Regions from separate parts of the Danio rerio genome. Here regions 2 and 3 are each linked to region 1. A link is a contact called in public Hi-C and HiCAR-type data. All regions are on one chromosome and are shown on one strand. Each heading gives the region's core, a stretch centred on a gene start, on an enhancer-like site or on the middle of the called end of the contact. The rest is flanking DNA. Distances are from core to core; before and after follow the strand shown. Region 1 overlaps tspan18b (tetraspanin 18b). Region 2 has its middle 62 kb from the start of tspan18b. Region 3 has its middle 63 kb from the start of cd82b.

The links. A called contact is a pair of places that touch in the nucleus more often than the background predicts. HiCAR-type assays count read pairs that join an accessible place to other places.
Region 2: a contact with region 1 is called in a Hi-C map of an unstated tissue, with 1.9 times the contacts expected there. The contact joins two enhancer-like sites. A contact is called at or near these places in 1 of 18 Hi-C or Micro-C datasets (an unstated tissue) and 1 of 4 datasets of contacts at active chromatin or transcription factors (caudal fin).
Region 3: a contact with region 1 is called in a HiCAR-type map of caudal fin, with 13 times the contacts expected there. The contact joins two enhancer-like sites. A contact is called at or near these places in 9 of 18 Hi-C or Micro-C datasets (caudal fin, embryo, fibroblasts and 2 more) and 1 of 4 datasets of contacts at active chromatin or transcription factors (caudal fin).

Annotation. Positions count from the first base shown.
Region 1 is chr18:29,250,870-29,254,638 of GRCz12tu, forward strand. It overlaps tspan18b (tetraspanin 18b), which reads left to right. Exons shown (of 9, transcript NM_001002439.2): 7 at 2,182-2,358; 8 at 3,413-3,496. Among named protein-coding and RNA genes, the nearest start is that of tspan18b, 77 kb to the left of the region's middle. Within about 2 kb of position 2,407, at least 17 of the 62 cell types and tissues checked have an H3K27ac peak or open chromatin away from gene starts, as enhancers often do. A contact at or near this core is called in caudal fin, where this site is marked.
Region 2 is chr18:29,111,595-29,115,288 of GRCz12tu, forward strand. No RefSeq gene overlaps it. Among named protein-coding and RNA genes, the nearest start is that of tspan18b, 62 kb to the right of the region's middle. Within about 2 kb of position 1,362, at least 14 of the 62 cell types and tissues checked have an H3K27ac peak or open chromatin away from gene starts, as enhancers often do.
Region 3 is chr18:29,074,289-29,078,247 of GRCz12tu, forward strand. No RefSeq gene overlaps it. Among named protein-coding and RNA genes, the nearest start is that of cd82b, 63 kb to the left of the region's middle. Within about 2 kb of position 1,888, at least 2 of the 62 cell types and tissues checked have an H3K27ac peak or open chromatin away from gene starts, as enhancers often do. A contact at or near this core is called in caudal fin, where this site is marked.

The sequences.
Region 1 (3,769 bases), core at 1,157-3,656:
AGAGCGCCTGACACCTTCTAAGGCCACTGCGCGTTCACTGTGTGTCACGATTGCCTTTTGAGGCGCAAGTCATTTATTAGATGAAGAAAAGATTGATGCAGCTATTTCTACTGCTGCAAAATTCCATTTTTACCTTTGATATTTGGCGCCAGTTAATCAGGAAGTGACGATTTTGTTCGCTTTGACTCATTGGATGGAAACACTGCTTTATTTGCACATCTTTTATGCGATAATTTAGTTTTGTGCATAAAGTTCATTAGCATGTTTGGATGTAAACATAGCTACTGATCTCCTTAGGTACACCTTATGTGCTTTTATTTAGTGTTAAATGCTAATAATATAAATTTATTTTACATGCCATTTATTGCCACACTTCTAAAAATATCAGCAGCAGATAGTTCACCTCAGATCTTAAATAAAAATAATATGAACTAAAATGAATATATGATATATATAATATGAAATAAAATGAACCATTTGAAATTGATCTTTAGAACTGTGACTCAATGAAAGCCAACAAATATTAATGATTCAGCACGTACATTTAATAATGTTAAAGATTAGATTATAAACCTTACTATTTTGTTGGAGTGCAGTAAGTGCACTATTCTATGCTTCTGAATGGCTATATTTAAATTACTGTCTTGTTTCATCTGGTGCAAACAGCCAAATTGCTTATCACTGCAAATCTCATCACGTAGCGTGTTGTTAGGATACAGGGTTACACTATGTAACCTGCTCAATGTTTGTAATATTTATTTTATTTGCTAATTAATAACCACCACATGTAGACGCTGACATATAATTGGCTAATTTGGCAGTGGGCCAGGTGAAAGGACCAACACAAAGAAAGACATTTCGGCACGCAGCTCACATTTTCAAAGCAGAATATCTGACTTCAGCATTGTTTATCAGATAAACAAGAATGATCACTTAGCATGTTTCTTAAACATCTGCACACACATTATGTTATTTTTATGCTTTAGAAGAGTTAAAAACTTTCATATAGCGCATTTAATCCAAGTCATCGGAAAAGAAACAATGTGCTGTTTTAAATGATACTTTTATTCGCATTAAAACATTTTTCTGCTACCAATGTTCACAGCTATAAAATTAGGTCAAATAAGCTCAGGCATGTTTATTTAATGTGCCAAGAACCACCAAAGTCCATTCCTCTGAGTCACACAGCAGGTTAGAGCTTCTAAAACAATCAGTCAGATTTGATCTTGTCTATCAGACATGTATTATTGAGCTTCTGTTTGTGTTTACTGATCAATATTCAAATGCTAATAAAAGCTACATTTTCTAAAACAGTGGTCTTGTTTTGAAGCCCTTGATTTACTTTTTCAATAGAAACTCACAAACGTTAGCATATATATTTTTTATAAAAGTGATTTAAACATTCATTTGACTTCAGTTTCTAGGAAAATTGAATGCCATTGGCCAGTATGATGCCAACAAATGTTGTTTCATTTCACACTAATGATAGTTACTTGGACGTTATCAACAAATAAAGGATTATTTGGCGTAACACCAAATATATACCACAAAACAACTTAACAGTGTTTATGATTTGTAATCGAATACATTTTCCAACATTTACGGTGTGGTCAGTTTGCCCTGTAGCTCACTTTGTACGGGGTTGTATTTGTGATTCAGAGCACTCAGGATTGTTTCTGAAGAAGCAAGCTTCCCCAAAACATATAAAAGCAATGTAAAATCAAGGTAAAGCTACATGGATATGGAGCACGTTTTTACATTTGTTTTAAAAACACTATTGGTTGCATTTAAGTAAGGGTTTAGATAAGTTGTTCACTAAAGGATCTGTACATCAAGCCCTGCCTTTTTTACAAAAATGAACACAGTGCCCTCTAGTGGATTTGTTTCTGAAATGTGCAACAAAACATACCCGGAGCAATGTATTTTTGTTTTGCATAGACGTAAGTCGAAGAGTAGTAGTAACAAGTAGTTTTAGTAGACATTCTTTAAAGAGACCATGAAGATCTGAATGTTCTGAAGCTAAATAGATGTCTTAGGTTTTGAACTTCACAAGTTTGAGCAAAAATAATGCCATTACTTTTTTTTCGGAGTAAACTAAGCTTTAAGCACAGCTTCAACATTCAGCCAAGCTGAAATCTGTCTCATTTAAAGTCAAATTTGTCCTTCTTTGCGTTTCTCTAGTTTGACTGCTGTGGAGTGAACAGTCCAGAAGACTTTGAGGAAAGCATCTTCAGGATCATAAACCCTAGTGAAATGGTGCCGGAGGCCTGCTGCCGGAGGAATAATCATGTTGGAGAATCAGGCTTCAGTAACCGGGAGGAATGCCTGTCGGGCAGCATGCTGTACCGGAACAACAAGGTAGAGTACGTCACATCCCCTCAGCCTGCTCCAAAGCTAGCTCAGATTCAAGCAGAGCAGAAAAACAGGAAGAGGTAACTTCAGTAGTGCTGACTAGTGCTTTTCCATGCTCTCAGTGTCTGGGGAATGTGAGTGTTTCTGCGAAAGCGAGCGATGCTTGTTCATTTTATGTAAGGGCTCACATTGGTTTTCAGCCCTGTAGTGGACGACTGAACTGAAAAAAACATTTCTTGTTATTTAGACTCATAACATGTCATTAAAAATCTAGATTTGTTCATTTCGTCACTCTCATTTAATTCTAAGCCCATATGAGTAGCATCTACAAAATACACAATGAGATGTTTTGACTCATTAGAAAGTTCAATGTGGTCACAGCTGCTTAGACTCAAAAATGATTATAATAAAAGTGCTTTATTCCAAGTCCGGGAGGTATTTGGTAGCTGTGTAAGTCTCTGTCATACAGAGCAGATCATTATTAAGTCCAGATCAATTCTTTCTTTTCATTGCCCATCATTTCAAAGCAGCTGTAAATAAAGTCATGCTGTAACTGTATGTCTATATTGCCTATAGTCCTTTAACAAGGATTCATTTTCGGTTAGTTTGTTGTATTTATGCTGTTGACTAGCAAGCACACCAGTCATCAAAGACAAATAAATACTTTTTTGTTTCACTTTTAGATGCATTCAGTTTAAAACCGACAATTTTATAAAGATTAAAAAAAAGAACCACGCTTTCTATTCATCAAAGAATCCTACATGATTACAGTACAGAAACAATATTAAGCTGCAAAAACAAATTAGTTTACAAATTAGAATACAATGAACGATATTCACTGAATAATAATTGAAGCTCAAAAGTTATTCATAATTAAGCTTCAAATCGTGTTAAATTAAGACATGTATATCTTGTTTTTTTCTAGATTTCAAAACAATTTAATGTAGAGTTCAGATGCACAAACCTCAGATGGCACTTTTTGAGGTTTTTGCATCTGATCTCTTCGTATATTTTACATTACTGTACAGACTAATAATGTTGTGTTTTTGTTGATCTGCAGGGCTGTTATTCAGCGGTTGTGGACTACTTTGAGATGTACATCTATGTTGCTGGTGCCCTGGCTATTGTTGTGCTCACGATCGAGGTACGCTATTACATTATATCAATTCTCTTCATTATTATCTCAGAAAGGGTGTCCATGGAGTTTAAAAAAGTCTTAAAATGTCTTAACTTTCAAAAACTAAATTTTAGGCCCTAAAAGTCTTAAATTCACTAAAATATTGTGTTGTAGATCTTAAATCATTTTTAAAAAAAAAGATCTTAATTTTCCTCTGTCCAACTAAAGCTAGCCAGTCGGCCAACACACATCCAATTATCAACAATCCATCTAAATAAAACTTCTTTTTTATTGCAAAGA
Region 2 (3,694 bases), core at 112-2,611, 140 kb before region 1:
TTTTGGTGGCAAATCTGTATGTTCATGAATACAAGCTAGAATAGCACTAGACTAAGGAATGCTAGTGCTTTTGTGTACTCTTTTCATTTAAAAAAATAAGAAATGGGTGTCTACTTTTTCAGTTAAGATGACTGGACCCAGAAAACAATTTTGTTATTAATAGACATCCCGTAGACATCTAAACGTAGACAACTTGGCTAAAACAAGGCTAAACTTGGGCTTTCAGTGAAAATCTAATAGATATCTAAGAATAGCCCAAATCTAGACTAGTCATAAAATAGACTGATTAAACAGACTGTGTAGTCAGTCATTTATGTTTATTTGATGACTAGTCTAGTTTTGCCCTATTCTTAGATGTCTATTAGATTTTCACTCACAGTCCAAATTTAGCTTTGTTTTAGCCAAGACGACTATGCTTAGACATCTATGATACTCTACATCTATTAGACATCTTTTGAAAACAAACAATGCTTGCTGGGGCCAAAGTGAAAGGCTTTTCACAGAATTTCATTGTATTCTATTTAAATAAAACATCTTTAAAATATAATTTATGTTCAACAAAAACAATTTTTTTGAATGATCTTTTAAAAATGATTTTTAAAGCCCAACTAATACGCTTGTACTCCATTTAAAAAGTGGGTTCTCGCTCTGTATCTGCCTTGTGCATTTTCTGCATTCCCAGAATGTTTCAGATCAGCTAAATGTCAGTCCACAGGACTGACTTTGACTCCAGTGGGACTTGACAGAAAATCAAACAGATTTCATTTGCTTCAGAGTGACTGTAAATCAATCATGACATAATTTTATGGACTGTCTGATTGAAGAAGCATATGCAGATACACAAACACACGTACACACACACACTGTGCGGTGTAAAGCTCATACTGTAGAAGCACGTGTGGAATGATGACAGCACCCACACTTTAATGGGCCCCTCTCCGCACTCTGTTTTTCTAGCTCATCTGGATTCTATTAAAGCCAGGCTGTCTGACCGCTGCTGTCAGAGAGAAAGAGAAGGGAAAATGAATGGACGAAAGTGAAAAGAGGAGTGATACGCTGAAGGAGAAAGGAGAGAGGGTGATAACAGAAAACAGAAATAAACAGACAGGAAAAGATCAACAGAGAGCGTGATTACAGAGAGTATTTGGGAAAAGAGGTCTTCCAGAAAGCGGTTAGAGGCAATGCGACTGCAAATCTGCTCATAATGACTTTACACTGACTAAATGAGCAGAAATAAAGCTGTTCAAATCTTTTCCTCATGCTTCTGATGAGAAGTAGCGTGCTGCGATGAGAGAGTGGACAGTGGAAGCTGGTGCTGTCTGTCTGCCAGGCATTGGCTCCTCTTGGCTCAGTAGTTCAGCACATGTGCAATGGCACCAGGGAGAGTGGAAATTTCGTCCAGCTCATCCAAATCTGTGCACTCCCTACAAATCATTTCAAGCTGGATGTTTCAGAGATTATAGACAGAATAAGGAGAATGTGTAAATAGAGATAGAAGCAGAATAGCAACTGACTGAATGCTTAAATGTCAGTAGCATTTCAGCTCCAATCACCGGCAATCTATAAACGTGGCAAATGTACAAAATGGAGTAGAATCGTGCGTATGCCACATCCCATGCAAAAGTTGGGATATGCACTTAAAAAATATCTATATTAGCAATTTTCCATATTTTGTGATTCCTGTTTTAATTTGCACAATTTTCCCTTTTATTTACGCTGTTAAATTGCAATACGAGGCCTTGATCTTTCTTCTAGTATCCTTTAACCTTCAATAAGTATTTTTATTAAGATTTGTAATCGTTTAAATTGATATATTGTCGGGTTGGTGTTGTATATTACAAAAACCTTGTAAGGAGCTGTCAGTACATTCTTTATTTTACAGACAGTATATATTATTTCTAATACAATATGTTATTTCAATCTTCAACTTCAAAAATATATCTATAAATGTTACCTATGGTCCTATAATGCAATTCACAACCGTAAAAAAATAGAAAATACTTAAAAATATGGAAGTTAACATTATTTGTTCATTAACAGACTTTTTTCTATTTATTTGTTTATTAAACTCTAACATATGTAACTTACATTTTGAATTAATTGAACCTTTTTAAAGCCAATTATGAACAAACTTTTAATAAAAATCTGTAATAAATAAATGTATTCTGTTGTATGTTGAATTTCTATGCAAATTTTATGTATGAGAGACCAGGGGTGCACCAGCAGTGCAGAAGTTAAAACATCCTATAGTTACAATAATCAAATGGATCAAAAAACATTATTTTTTTAAAAATGGATGTTTAATAGGTTTTTGAAGAAAGATTTTTATCCACTGAATGTTGACAACTGTAGTTTTGTGTTGCACTGTCAAACTAATTAAATCTTTACAGCGGTCTCTGAAAATGAAAAATGTTAGACAGTAGATTACTTTGATGATCTTGTGTTGATAATGAAGAATCACACATTCTAATTTCCTTCATCTCCCTCTGCTCACAGACTTTTACATTTATCCAGTTCTTAAAGTTCTGCCAAGTCTCACTTTTTTAATAATTTATTTTTTTTTTACGTTTTTCGACAGATGAGTTTAATTTTCTTTGAAGGAGCATTTTGTGTTTGTATTCATCAAATAAAACGAGAGGTTATTATTAGGTTTAGCATTCACAGCTCAAGTTCACATCTGTTTTTAGTGATTGATTGTAATGTAATGTACTATAAACATGTAATTATCCCCCTCACTTTTGCATTGGACAGTTGTGTTCATTTGTTGTGGATTTCATGGAGATGATAAGCAGTAAATGATGCTCATCCCTAATCATTTGCTAGGAAACTATATGGAGGATTTGGAAGTATTTTTTTTTTCAACCTTCCTCTGATGCTTGAAGACTCAACCTAGATAAATCTCAGGCTGCAGACTTCCATCTCTGCTTGCCTCTGAAAAAAATCTCAGGAGAGTGTGTACCATGGCTTCTTACAGATCAGGCAACCCATCAAACCTTATTTACACATGCCACTGCTCTACTGATAATGCTATTGCTACTCCACTGCAAACCTCAGATTACCTCCCCCTCACCCTTAACCTCAGCCTGACTCCTGACATACATAACACATACTCCTCCACATGTCACTATGGTTTATTCTCACATTCTCCCCCAGTTCTCATGACATGATGCTAACAGTGCAACTGACTCTCGGCTTATCTCTGATGTTTTGTTTAGACACATTGTGCCTCCCCTCACTTTAATTCTAACATTAAAGGAGTTTTGAGAATTTCTAACTTGAATGGCCATACCGGTCAAATTGATGGCATGCATTTCAACATTCACTAATTCTTCCAGTGTCTTTTAATAGGCATGCGTCTGTTACCTTGCAAAATCGTAGTTTTCTGATAGCAAAAAAATATCTCTTTACTCCCGACATGTCTTTAAAACTGGTGAAAATGTGTTTTGCTTCTTTACTCAACCTTCAGAAGCTGTCCAGTAACTCATACACAATTATAAGTTATAATACAAAAATATTTTTAGCTTAATGACGTATAATAAAATATGCTTACCACTTTGGCAATTCTAGTACTTACAGAATTCTGGTAGTTGAGGTGATCAATTTTCCTCCCTCCTTTATCCTCCACCTCCCTCTTCTTCATGAGCATTAGCAGCTGACGACTTTGCTACATTCTACTTTAACAAAATAATAACCA
Region 3 (3,959 bases), core at 638-3,137, 180 kb before region 1:
AAAATGTATTAATAAACAATCATGTACTAACAAGTAATTAAAGTAGTGGTTATTCACACCTGAACTCATGTGACTCATGTTGTAGTTAAAGTTAATTCATGATTAGCGCACTCATTAACTCATCATTAAATCATTATAAAGTAAGGTTTAATTTACCTATTAACACACCATTATTCATGTACTATTATTGTAAAGTGTTACCATTTTTCAAGTAACCAGTAATTCATAATAAAATAATATTGGAGTTACTTTTTGAAACTGTAATGCGAGTTACTTTTTTGTATTTTAATTTGCTTTTAAAACATAAATTGCTGAATTAAAATGAGTCACAATCAATCACGCAGTCAATGAGAGAATGTGTTTATATTTTTGAATGCATTAAAAAAAAAAAAAGATGATTATAGTCTCAATGGACAGTGATTTTACTTAAAATAAATAGTACAAAGTAGCAAATCCATTGCTTTCAGTAATCTGTATAAACGGCATGTGAAGCTCCGGGGTCAGGAAGTTCTCAGATAACATTATCCTAAATATATATATTGGAGGGCAGCACGGTGGTGCAGTGGGTAACACAATCGCCTCACAGCTAGAAGGTTGCTGGTTCGAGCCCTGGCTGTGTCAGTTGGCATTTCTGTGTGGAGTTTGCATGTTCTCCCCATGTTTGTGTGGGTTTCCTCCATTTTCACCTGACATGTGGTATAGGTGAAATGAATAAGCTAAATTGTCCGTAGTGTATGTGAGTGTGTGCAAGATTGTGTGGGTGTTTTCCAGTGTTGAGTTGCAGCTGGAAACATATGCTTTAACTAAGCAGCTTTCTGACCTACCGAGTGCATCTGAGTTACCGAAAAATGAGTTTTTTTTTTACTTATATGATGTGAGGTATCAAACATTCCAGTGTCATTAAACGCAGTCACTGTCTTTCTCCCCTGCGTCTGTGTGTTTGTTTTGCCTCGGTGAAAATCAGCGCGTGCCCAAATGGAAACTCCCATTTTTATCCAAATCCTTCCCTCTTTCCCTCCCCGGACACTCCCACCTTAACAGAACTTGACACACCCACTTTCCTGACTTTTTCCAAACTAGAGGTGTGAAAACACCCTGCTGAAACAGGGGGGTTTCATGGCCCTTTAAATGTGTTGGACATGCTCAAAATGCTGGCAGCATGTTCATACATGCAAACAGTAGTGTTAAAACCTGCTAAAGTGATATGAGACAGAAACACCATTCAACAATTCAAGCTAGAAATATGCAAAATCTTGCTTCATTGATGAAATGTAATATGTTAAACGGCAGTAATGTTTAATGTTAGCCACTGCACAAGGTAAAACAAGCAGAATATATAGCACTGTACCACAAAATAATATTAGGGTTGTTTTTAGAACAATCAAAATTACAACACGCACTGTACTGAAAAATTAAACAATGAAACAATGTAACTTTTTTCCTTCCTTTCTTCCTTTCTTACTTCCTTTCTTCCTTCCTTCCTTCCTTCCTACCTTTACATTTGAATGAGTAAATAGTGAATTCATTCTCATTTTAGAGTAAACCTTTTTGCTTCTTGCTTATTGTTTCAAACAGACACACACACACACACACACACGTTTCTATTATTATACGTAAATCATTACTATTTATACACTTCTATCTATACACTTGTGTTAAAGGGATAGTTCACCCAAAAATCATTTATGCATCGTTTAGGGGTTTCAAACACGTTTGAGTTTTTTGTTATTTTTCAGTGAATCATCCCTTAAGGACAGAGGCTGGAAAGTGAATCCTTGAACTGACTTGTGACAGAATCTGAAAGTTGGCCCTATATGTGTGCTGCATCCTCAACTTGTGCTCTTTTCCAGTTTTTTTTCCTGGAAATGGTTTTACTCATTTCACCTGCGGGCCTCTTCCTCATCCTGCCGGAGACGCCCATACTTGACGTCCTGTTTTCAGCTGCTTTGACTCACAGATCCTGCCAATGACACACTTATAAAGCAAAAGTCTTTACTGTAAGTGAACATTAATGTTTACACAACAGTAACATTTCTGTGGGTATTCATTTATGTAACAAACACAGGAGTTACCCTTAATGGACTTTGGACTTTATCCCATTGGTTGTTAAATTACGTTTGCTATATTGGAAAAAAAAATAATGGATTATGCATTAAAATGTCATTGAGTTGGAATTGGAGCTGAATTGGTCAGCACTTACAATATATTGAACTGATAAACTGACTTCTCATCTCAATGAAGTGTATCCGCTTGTTAAGTGTGACGTCACGCGAAGCGGCTTCTGGGTCCAAGCGCTCTATTCAACTGAATGGGGAGACTCATGAAATGGTAATAATAAACGTTTACAAAGTGATTTAATGCTTTCGAAAATCACGATCACAGTTTATATGTCCATGGCTAATATCCGATGGCCAGAAAGTTATTAATTGTTTTATAAATTGTACATTTTTTGGTATTTGTTATGCAGCAAGCCCAGAGATTGTTGTGTACACTGTGACTTTATGTAAAATTAACTTTAATGTGTGATAGGAATAAAACGTGATCATAAACTAAGGATTTCTCCACTCAAGTGGACCCGGAAACAGTATTACATACGTCAAAAACACGTCACCACTTAACAAGCGGATGGTTATTAATCTTGCTCAGCACACATTTTTGTGTCAAATCAAGAAACAGTTTTGTCATGTAGTTTGAAAGTTTGAAGGGGAAATTAGAAAATTAGAGCAATCTAGATCAGTCTGGACGGCAGGTTTTCACAAGAAAACAGTTGCACCAAAACTCTAAATCTGACATTTCTGTTTCTAAAATACATATATACACATATTTTAGTTATTTATTATACAGTATTATATATATATATATATATATATATATATATATATATATATATATATATATATATATATATATATTATATATATATATATATATATATATATATATATATATATATATATATATATATATATATATATATATATATATATAAAAAATCTATTTATTAATTAATTTATAAATTATTAGCTGCTAGACAAGAAAGGGAAACATTAAACATTTTTTGGCACCATGCCTATTATTAAGTTCCTGGCTGTTTGTTTATACTTCTAAAGTAATTATTTTTCATAAGATATCATTTTATGTTCCTAATCATTTAGTGATTACTAATAAGAATGAAAATGATTGATTGATGCATAAGTCAATGGGTCATTAATAGTTAGAATAGTACCTTAAAATAAAATGTGACAGAAATGTTTTTGATAGTATTTTCATAAACATTTATTTGAAATCAAGTAACACATGTTATATAAATGCAAAAACCCTGTTGAGTTTCCTGAATGTTGATCAATAAAATTATAATACTACTATTATTTTTAAGTACACATTGTTCATCAGATTGTATTTCAGAGTTCATACTGAAAAAGGAAATGACATTTAAAAGGAAAGTACTGTTAAAATCAGTGTTTAAAAAAAATAAATGTTTATTCTATTAATTTTAACTGTGAACATAAGTCTGATTTCATAAAGTAAGAGAAGAACTGCTGTTAACAACTCAAAAGACTAAAACAAGCAGAAAGACCCTTTGCTACTGTATGCACATGTGTATTATAAATCTGCATGAAGTGATGGTCAAGGCCATCGGGCTGCGGTTTTCCAGCTCTCTGCTTTTGCAGGATCTCCACAGTTACACATCAAATTAGCTGACTCTGCTGATAACTCTGAAATGAATGCCCACATTTCCTCTGTAAAATAGGTGAAAGAATTTGTTGAATCAGGGTTTTTTCCCTCTCACATTTGTACCTCTGTGGGTTGAATGTGAATGCAGTCTGTGCAGCTCCTTTATCAATGTTCAACCGCTTGACAATTTCTCCGCTGTGTCGCCGATAACGTGATTAGCATTACTTTTGCATACCTGCACATTATGACTGGTGACAAATGTGTTGTGCACATCCGGTCCTGTG